Linked DNA regions of Mus musculus: region 1 is linked to region 2. Evidence: chromatin contacts called from public HiChIP or PLAC-seq data. All regions are on one chromosome and are shown on one strand. The core of a region is the stretch at or near the end of the contact, and the rest is flanking DNA. Distances in the headings are between cores, read along the strand shown.

Region 1 (5,064 bases), core at 2,008-4,507, 69 kb after region 2:
TAAACAAGAGTAGATTATAGAGCAGACCAGAAGCACCATGTTCAATTCTTATTGAAAGGGAGAAAACTGTTCTAGGAGAACAAAGGCGCATAACCTGTAACACATCTCATCAAAGCCAGGGAAGGAGATCATGAAGAAGAGCTGTGTTCTGTAAGTCTGTATTGTTCACTACTCTGAGTAGTTTAAAAACACATATTATGGTAGCACTTTTCTTCTTCCTCTTCCTTCTCCTCCTCCTCCTCCTTCTTCTTCTTTTTCTGAGACATGGTTTCTCTGCATAGCCCTGGCTGTCCTGGAACTCACTCTGTAGACCAGGCTGGCCTCGAACTCAGAAATCTGCCTGCCTCTGCCCGAGTGCTGGGATTAAAGGAGTGCGCCACTACGCCCGGCTTGGTAGCACTTTTCTTGTTGTAAAAATGCAAACAGTATTAAAATCTAGTAGGTCAAAAACAAAAGAGTTGACTGAGAAGCGATTTCTGACTGTTGGGTACCACTGGGTGCCTTTCTGTGTTTCACTTTCTTGTAGACTCTCATCTGGGAAGCCCAGAGCCCATCAAGTCTTTACTCAGGGTAAGGAATGGTTCAAACTGCTGATGTGTGTGTCTCCCTCTTTAGCATGATCATAAGTGAGTCTTTTTTTTTTTTGAGACAGGGTTTCTCTGTGTAGCCCCCTGGCTGTCCTGGAACTCACTCTGTAGGCCAGGCTGGCCTCGAACTCAGAAATCTGCCTGCCTCTGCCTCCTGAGTGCTGGAATTAAAGGCGTGCGCCACCACTGCCAGGGCAAGTGAGTCCTTCTTTACAGTGTAAATAATAGCCAAAGGCCTGGGAGAGCAGATGTGTCTTAGAAGACTCATCAGACTTAGGACTCAATCCAGAGGTGCTGGTTGGGGATGCTCTAAAGTCTGTCTAGCGGAGAATTTCATATGCCTAGTAACTGGTGTGACACTAACCATAGGACGAGGTGCCTGAGGCATCTGCTGGCTGGGGATGGGTCCTGGATGGGACACCCAGACACTGTAGCATAGGGGGGCCCTTGAACGCTCAGGTCTCTGCTGTTTAGCAGCTGATCCCAGGACAAGCTTACAGATTCAGGCACAGGTGCAGCCCAGCCTTTCTTGGACATCCTTCATCTGCACATCAGACACTCCCCTCTCCCTACTTCTCCCCAAGCCCTGACAGTCCACATTATCCAACCTTGTCTGACTCTGAGTAGGTTTCCTGTATCACTGTCTCGGTCTCATCCATACTTAAGTCTGAAGGCTCAGAGAACTTCCTGGACAAGGCAAACAGCACGGCGTCATGGAGGCTGAGGAAGAGCTGGGCCTTCGTGATGCCTTCATCAAAGAAATCATTCTTCTCAAACGACTTGACCACAGAGGCTACAGACCAAGCCCAAACACACAGGTGTCAGCGCCTGAGAGGAGAGCCCCTGGGACACAAGACACACACTCACTTCCAGGGTAAAGGGCAACTCACTGTGACACCCTGAAATGAGGACCAAAATGTTGGCATTGTAGAAAGCATTGCACATCTGCAGGGAGAGCGAGAGAGGGTGGAGTCAGAGAGCTACATGCATGCCAGAAACAGCCACCAACTAGCAGCAGGGGTGGGGGTGAGGGGTGGTGGTGGTGGTGTCTGACTCCTCATCAGGTGTTCACTGCTGGGGGGGGAGGTGTTGTATTTCTTCCTGCTTCTGAGTACTACGGCTGGGGACACAGAAACCGAGCAGGGCATCTCACAGTGAGTGGGAAGTGACGGGGAAGGCTGCTCACAATTCCAAGCCGGGGAGACTTTTTCCATGATGAGAGTGTCTGCATGAGGAAGCCTCTGGGTAGATGGGCAATGATACTCTTGGGAACAGTCTAGAGAGTGGATACAAAGAGCTATCCTCCCTAAAAAGTTGTATATTTACTCATGTACATGTGTGAGAGTCTGTGTGTCTGCAATGTGTGCCTGGTACCCATAAAGGCTAGAGAGGGTATTAAATCCCCTGGAGTTGCAGACAGGTGTGAGCCAGATCCTCTGTAAGAGAAGCCACCAGTGCTGAAAACTGCTGAGCCATCTCTCCAGTCCATGTTTATTATTTTAGGGTAAGTGGAATATAATAATTTCCTCCAACAGGAGTATACAGAACCATTACAGAAGAATGAGGAAGCCTGGACCTTTAGGACATAGATGCAGACCATGAGTCTCATAGCTGTAAGACAAAGGATCCTGGTTTGCCTCCATCAGAAAGCCATCTGTACAGGCCAAGTGTAGGTGCCAGAATTCAAGGTTCCTCTGTAAGAATGGGAGGCAAGAGACGGGTGCTGGGCACTGTTCTACAGAGCAGGTGAGAGCCAGGAAAAGCCAGATGCCAGATGTTCTGAAGCACCAAGTCTTCAACACAGGGGCTGTTCTTGGGGCTGCTGGGAGAACTGAAGGCAAAGGTGTGTGTGCTCAGCATGGTCCTGCAGGGAGCGTTTGAGAATGTGGGTTAAGCAACTCTAAAGTTACTATAGTACAAGACTAGAAGGCGGCAATGCAGCCCAGCTGAATGGCCTGGGTGAAAAGTTCCCAGAAGGAAACAGCATCAAATACGTCTGAATTTAAACTGTGGGTGTGAGCCAGGCAGTGTGGGGCACACATAGATCCCAGCACTTGGAAGACTGAGGCAGGTAGATCTCTGTGTGAGTTCCAAGCCAGCTGCTATGTCTACATAGTAAGTTCCAGACCAGAAAAAAAGAGGAGCCAGATGCCCTTAAGAAAAGCCTACTTCTTCAGGAGTGTGAAGGCTTCAAGTCAGAAGAGGACATGACCATCAAAGGAGCAGGGCAGGTCCCTGAGAGCTGGGAGGGAGTGTCCCACATGTTTAAACTGGGCCATCATGAACAGGGGTGGAACCAAGGTGTGTCTGACAGAAGAAGGCATTAAACAGCAAAGCCAGCTCAGTAACCATGCGGCTCTGCTTCTACTCTGTAGCAGAAGCAGAGACTTCTGAGGGAACCGCCAGAGTCACAGCAACAAAGAAGAGACCGGGAGGAGGGGAGACCCTGCTGGTGCCTGACAGATCTACAGGGTCAGATTTGAAGTGTCATTTCTTCTAACTTCCAGGCTGAGCACTGCCTGAAGCAGAGCAGCTGACTAGTGGAAGAAATCTTGGTGACCATTTCGTTTTCTGTAGAGCTTTGTCACTGCAAAGGTCTGTAGCTGTCCTGGGAGTTCCACAGTGGGCGGGACATAGCCACTGCCTCTGCGATGTTAAGAAGCACCTCCTCTGTCCCCAGTTTCTTGAGAAATGATGAATGACTCAGGACTAGGGAACTAACTGCTCTGGTTCAACAAATCAGAGCTGGCTTATTTCCTTCTCATTCTGATTGATTTTAAACTACCTTCAGTGTCCCCATCTCTAGAGACTGAGCAATCCCACGATGCAAAGAACCACACTGGTGTGTGTGTGTGGGGGGGGGGGGGTTAGTGTAAGTTGTAGGAGGAGTCAGAGCCTAGAGCCAGGCCTCCTTGGTACTTACCTGCCTTAGTATAACCAAAGCCCGATTATCCACATAGTGCACCATGGAAAAGTCCAGAATGATGGTATGGGTGTTGTTCTGCACACTCGTATCCGAGTAAGGCATGATAATGGATCTGGATCGGCTCTGTGCTAAGCTTTCTGAGGCCTCGGGCGGTGGCAGTGGACTGTTTCTTGGGGGGCTGTTGGGTAGCCAGGCTTTCTCTGTGTCCTCGTAGCTCTGCACTATATTTCTCTGTGATGTGGAAGACACTGTGTAGGGAATCTGTTCCTCAGAAGTGACTTGGCTGCTGTCCCCGCTGCCCAGGTAGGAGCAGCGGATCAGGTTGATGGATGAGTCCTGCTCCTGTCTGTTTTCATATCGCTCTGTGTAGACAACCTGGGACATCAGAGGAGAGTGGGACCTTGATGAAGCTCAGGCAGGGCTGTAGTCCCTGTCCTCCTAGCCTGCTGTGTTCCCTCTGAAGCTCTACCTCATCGTTCCTTATGCGCTTGGCTGTCCCACTAGCACTTGAAGCAACAGAGATTGGAGTTTCTCATCTTCCCTACTCCCTGGTACCTTCCTACCAACTGTGTGTCACATTAGTCTGTGAGCCAGACTTGAAATCACCTTCACTCTATTCACATCCATTACTCCTGGGTCCCAATGAGTCTCTAGTATTTATTACTACTTCCTGTAAAGTGCTTTCTCTCTTCTTTTTACATGTATGTATGTATGTATGTATGTATGTATGTGCCTATATGCATTATACAGTATATACAATCAGGCCAAATACATCACATGTATATAGGAGGCCAAAAAAGGATGACAGATCACTTTGAATTGTAGTTATAGGTAGTTGAGCCTCCTTCTGTGGACTTCAGCAGCATGTAGCCATTCACCATGTGGTGCCTCTGGCTTTCTAAGTTCATGCCACTCTCTCGATCCAAAGTTTTATGTGCTGTTAGAAGCCAGACATATTCTTCTGAGTATAATCAGAAGATGGTGCTACTCATACTCTATGGTACATTACTATTCCTATTAATAACTTCAAGTTGGGCTGGAGAGACAGCTCAGTAGTTACGAGCACCTGCTACTCTTGCAGAGGATTGGAGTTTAGTTCCTAGCATCCATCTCAGGTGCTTCACAGTCACCTAAAACTCCAGCTCCAGGGGATCTGATGCTCTTCTAACCTGTGTGAGCATCTGCAGACACTCACACACACATGCACACATAGACATGCATGCATACATATACATTTATACACATTATATATATATTTATACACATACATACACAAATATGTATGTACATATACACACATACATATACAAATAAAAAATCTAAAAAATCAAATGGTACCATTATTTACCATCTTGAAAGGAAAAAAAATTAAAATTATAATATGCTTGGATATTATACAAAGATCAGAAATGTAAAAGATAGTTACTTTTTTTTTTCCGAGACAGGGTTTCTCTGTGCAGTCCTGGCTGTCCTGGGACTCACTCTTTAGACTAGGCTGACCTTGAACTCAGAAATCCACCTGCCTCTGCTTCCCAAGTGCTGGGATACAGG
Region 2 (5,055 bases), core at 2,356-4,855:
AGTGCAAAAGAGGTAGAGACTGGAGCATCTGGAGGTCAGGAGCATCTGGGAAATCAGGAGCATCTGGGAGGTCAGGAGAATCCTTAGTTGGGTGGAGAGTTTGAGCTCAGTCTGCATCCCCTGAGACCTATCTCAAAAGTAAAAAGTAGGGCTGGTGAGATGGCTCAGAGGTTAAGAGGTTAGCCCCGTTCGCCTTGGCCCAAAGATTTATTTATTATATTAAATAAGTACATTGCAGCTGTCTTCAGACACACCAGAAGAGGGCATCAGATCTCATTATGGGTGGTTGTGAGCCACCTTGTAGGTTGCTGGTACTTGAACTCAGGACCTTCAGAAGAGCAGCCAGTGCTCTTACCCGCTGAACCATCTCGCCAGCCCAAAATAAATAAATAAATAAATAAATCTTTAAAAAGTAAAAAGGTGGTGAGTGGTCCAGGAATCCCCGAAGTTGATTTCTGACCACACACGCATGCACACTGCTGGACACAGGCACATACCACACACGTTGGTCTGTTGGTTTTCCTGTTGGGTTTTGAGTTCTGGATCTCAGCAGGGGCACAAGGTTGGCTGGGTTGAGAGCCAGTAATGACTGCATCCGGCCTTGGTGGCTTCTTGTCATGAGTCTGTGTAAGCACAGGGTTGAAGGTCAGCTAGGGTGAAGAAGGCCAGCTAGCATCACTATCGGGCCCCTGGAACACACTGAACTGGGATCCACGTCCTCTCTGGTGGGGCCCTGATTCTCAGGTCTTTAGCTGCCTGCCAACCTCTGTCTAGCTGTCCCCCACTCACTGAGCCGTGCCCCCAGATCCCGCCTCTCCCTTTGGTAGCCCTCACATTCTTAGTGACATTTGTGTCCCCATGTGTGCCACTGGGCTCAGGGTGCGCTCAAGTGATGTAGGATCTCCTATTCAAACTGTCTAGGGGTAAGTGGAAATAAATATGGTTAAAAACACGAAAGAGAGACATTGTAAGTGGGCTGGAGAGACGGCTCAGTGGATGAGCACACTGGCTTTCTTCCAGAGGACTCAGGTTCTATACGCAGCACCCACGTGGTAGCTCACAGCCGTCTGTAATTCCAGCTCTAGAGTGCACAAACTATCTACATGCAGGCAACACCCACACACATTAAACAAAAATAAGAATATATATATATTTTTTTAAAGTACTCTTTTTTTACTTTATTTATGAAGACACTGTTGCTGTCTTCAGACACACCAGAAGAGGGAATCAGATCTCATGATAGATGGTTGTGAGCCACCATGTATGTGGTTGCTGGGATTTGAACTCAGGACCTTCGGAAGAGCAGTCAGTGCTCTTAACCATAGAGCCATTTCTCCAGCCCCAAGAAAATATTTTTTTAAAAGATTTATTTATTCATTATATGTAAGTACACTGTAGCTGTCTTCAGACACTCCAGAAGATGGGGCATCAGATCCCACTGTAGAACCACAATGTGGTTGCTGGGAATTGAACTCAGAATCTGTTGTAAGAGCAGCCAGTGCTCTCAACCTCTGAGCTATCTCTCCAGCCCTAGATGTTTCTTAATTAGATATTTCTGTAAAGACCACCTCCCAACCCCTGCCATGAGCCACCATGCACAGGTTCTGGGTTACTGGGTAGTTAGAGCATGTGTAATCGCACCCCTTATAATGCCTAACTTTTGGGGAGTCCTGAGTGGCATCCAGGTGGGGCCATAGGCAGCCGACACCTAAAAGATGGCCCCGTCTCCAGTACACCGTTGCTGTAAACAATACCACTGAGCAGGTGCTAGCCCGAATCTGGTGCTAACCCCTCCCGAGCAGGTGCATGCAAATTAAGGTGCCGGCAGACTGACCAATCCCAGGAGGACACATAAGCCCTCCCCAGTGCTGGGGTGTATATAAGCAGTCCTCCCTGGGTGCCTGGGGTTCCCGTAGCATCAAGGCGTTCCCGCAATAAAGCTGTTGAGAAGAATCAGACCGTGTTGCGTTTTCCTTGCCAGACGAGGTGGGTGCGACAGGGCCATGGTACCCCCCTCACACACTTGCTCTTGTTGCCAACTGTCTAAAGTAAGAGGGGTACCCAGTCACCGGTCCACAGAGATGCCAGGATGTTTATCTACTAATTACCTGCTGGCTCTCACCTCTGTTGTCTAAATTGAAACTCCATAGTTTAGTAATGTCTCATGGTAACCTAGGCTGGCCTTGAACATGGAATAAGCCTCCTGTTTTAGCTACACAAGTGTTGGAATGACAGATGTGAGTAGTCACGCCCACTCAATGTCCTGTCCTGTGCTGGTTTTTTGTTGTTGTTGTTGTTGTTGTTGTTTTTTTTAGACAGGGTTTCTCCGTATAGCCCTGGCTGTCCTGGAACTCGCTCTGTAGACCAGGCTGGCCTTGAACTCAGAAATCCTTCTGCCTCTGTCTCCTGAGTGCTGGGATTAAAGGCGTGTACCACCACTGCCTGGCCTCTCCTGTTTTTTGTTTGTTTTGCTTTGTTGTTGTTGCTGGTTGGTCGTTGGAAATTTTTGAGACTGTGTCTCAGGATATGGGACTATCTAGGACTATCTAGACTATCTCTGACTATCCTAGGACTTGATCTGTAGATCAGGCTGTGCTTGAACTCATAGAGATCTGCCTGCCTCTTCCTCTCAAGTGCTGAAATCAAAGGCTGCATGCACCACCATGCCTTTAAAGCCCAGTTTCCAGGTTGTTTTACCTGAGGCCTGGGGATTTGAACTTAGACCTTTAAACTTGAACGACAAATGTTTATTCGCTGAGCTATCTCCTAGGCTAAAGCCCTTGTCATATCTTATTTAGCTCCAGACTTCAGGGTTATAGAGGGTTTATTCTTTTATGTATACTTTACTGGATTGCCTTTTAGTACTTACACTAGCCATGCAGTTATCTAAAAAAATCTGGGTTTATATATGGGTTATTTCTTTGGCTTTTGAGACAATCTTATGTAGCCTCTCTTTATCCTGATCATCTTCCAATTTTTGAGTGCTGGGATTATTACAGGTGTGAGCCACTACATTCAGCGGAAAAACGAAATATTTTTTAAAAAGGAAATCTGCAATAAAAATGGAAACCAGAGGAGAAAGGCCGTGTGTTGGATACACTGACTGCTCCGTTGTGGTTTGGGAAAGGCTCTGGAGAATGAACTTTGGTATTCTTTATTACTGCGAGTGTTATTGCACTAGCTCAGGTCCTTGCTGACAGGATATTTCTCTAGCCTCCACTCTGGTCTCGGCGGTCATTGACTGGAAGACCAAGCCAAGACCCAGTCAAAACTTGCGGCCCTCGGGATGGAGCGGTGGTGCTGCTACGGCTGGTGGGAGGTGGAGGTCCCCGAAGGGTGACTAGGGGTGTAGAGGACAGGAAGCGGTTTTGCAGCTGGAATCAGCGGAAGGAACGTGACACACGGTCGGCCCCACCCTCTGGGAGGAAGAGAGGACCGGGGTCCCAGCTCCCTTCCCCTCCAAGTCGCCCCTCCAGGCTCTGCGCGGCCGCCGGCCACGCCCCTACCAGGCCACGCCCCCGAACTCTGGCGCTGGCCGCGGTGCTGAAACGCGTTTCGCAGAGCGGGCCGGGCGTGGCCTGTGAGGGCAAGCAGGAGGGGCGGGCAAAGCGGAGGCGCAGGCCCAGACCCTGGCCGACCTAGAGGAGGCGGCAGACTCGAGCCCATCCTGGTCAGAACGGGCACATTCATCTGGGAAGCATCTCTTGCGAAGACAAGGTTGACCTTGGCCTGCTGCACTCCCAACCTACTGGGGGGAATGTTTGCATGGCTCCCTGACCTCAGGCTGCTCCTCACACCAGGCTGAGGACTGACCCACGACTTCTGCTCCCTAGAGCTGTAGACCTGCACCCAGCCAGTGTCCCCGTCCTAGTCCAGCGGCCTTCGCCATGGTGAAGTTGCTGCCAGCCCAGGAGGCCGCCAAGATCTACCACACCAACTATGTGCGAAACTCGCGCGCTGTGGGAGTGATGTGGGGCACGCTCACTATCTGTTTCTCGGTGCTGGTCATGGCCCTCTTTATCCAGCCCTACTGGATAGGCGACAGTGTTAGCACACCACAGGCTGGTTACTTTGGCTTGTTCTCCTACTGCGTGGGCAACGTGCTGTCGTCGGAACTCATCTGCAAGGGGGGCCCTCTGGACTTCTCCTCCATCCCCTCCAGAGCCTTCAAGACTGCCATGTTCTTTGTGGCCTTGGCCATGTTCCTTATCATCGGCTCCATCATCTGCTTCAGCCTGTTCTTCGTCTGTAATACAGCCACGGTCTACAAGATTTGCGCCTGGATGCAGCTGGCTGCTGGTGAGCAGGGTTGCTGGGGTGTGGTGTGTGTGAGGGGGGATACTCAGGGTACAGCCATGGCTTTCCCATGAAGGGAAAGCTCTGAGCCTTCTCTTACTCAGTGTTCCACAAAAGATTCGGAATAGGGGCTCACACTATACTCAGAGTAGAGGCCAAGGCTATAGCAGACCAAATTATAGGTGGGAGCCATGAGACAAGAGGAGGGCTGTGAGTTCCAGGCCAGCCTGGGCTATATTGTGAGACCCTGTCTTGAGGAGAATCTGAGATTCTAAGAAAGAATGAGTCAGGGACTAGGAGATAGCTCAGCTGGTAAAGGTGCTTGCCACCAAGTCTGATAGCTTGAGTTCAGCATCCAGGACCCACATTCCATAAAGAACAGAGTCTGTCCAGTTGTTTATCTGATCTCCATGCGGCATGTGCCCATGAGCTCATACGTCACGTCACACACTCATGTACACACACAACTAAAAGTAAAAGAAAAGGGGGTATTCATAGGCAGAATGGATGCAGACTGTTGGGGTCCTCGCTGTAGAGCCCATGAGCCAGAGAGAAGTGACTTGGAGGGGGCACATAGCTCTGGGTGGATGCAGCCAGGTGTACCAACAACCAGAACACCGCACCACAGGCTTGCACACTCAGAGGGAAGAGGAAGGCTATTGCCACATGGCCTAGGATCCAACCCCAGGGCTATGGTGATGACTGTTCCCAGATCTCTGGCCTCACTCCCTGCCTCTTCCTCAGTTCCAACTGCTCTCG

Evidence for each region. HiChIP or PLAC-seq counts read pairs in DNA pulled down with a chosen protein or histone mark.
Region 1: an H3K27ac HiChIP or PLAC-seq map of embryonic stem cells shows a contact between it and region 2, with 11 read pairs. The contact joins the enhancer-like site here to the promoter of Lhfpl5 in region 2. A contact is called at or near these places in 2 of 39 promoter capture datasets (the C10 cell line and embryonic stem cells), 1 of 15 datasets of contacts at CTCF or cohesin (the NIH/3T3 cell line), 23 of 484 Hi-C or Micro-C datasets (2-cell embryo, the AML12 cell line, B cells and 16 more), 4 of 115 datasets of contacts at active chromatin or transcription factors (effector CD8 T cells and embryonic stem cells) and 3 of 9 other capture datasets (adipose tissue, liver and pancreatic islet).

The regions. Positions count from the first base shown.
Region 1 is chr17:28,641,039-28,646,102 of GRCm38.p6, forward strand. Slc26a8 (solute carrier family 26, member 8) reads right to left here. Exons shown (of 20, transcript NM_001290320.1): 17 at 3,511-3,888; 18 at 1,478-1,532; 19 at 1,196-1,380. Among named protein-coding and RNA genes, the nearest start is that of Srpk1, 21 kb to the left of the region's middle. Within about 2 kb of position 3,258, at least 12 of the 459 cell types and tissues checked have an H3K27ac peak or open chromatin away from gene starts, as enhancers often do. A contact at or near this core is called in Th2 cells, where this site is marked.
Region 2 is chr17:28,572,114-28,577,168 of GRCm38.p6, forward strand. It overlaps Lhfpl5 (lipoma HMGIC fusion partner-like 5), which reads left to right and starts at 3,606. Exons shown (of 4, transcript NM_026571.2): 1 at 3,606-4,299. The coding sequence starts at 3,888.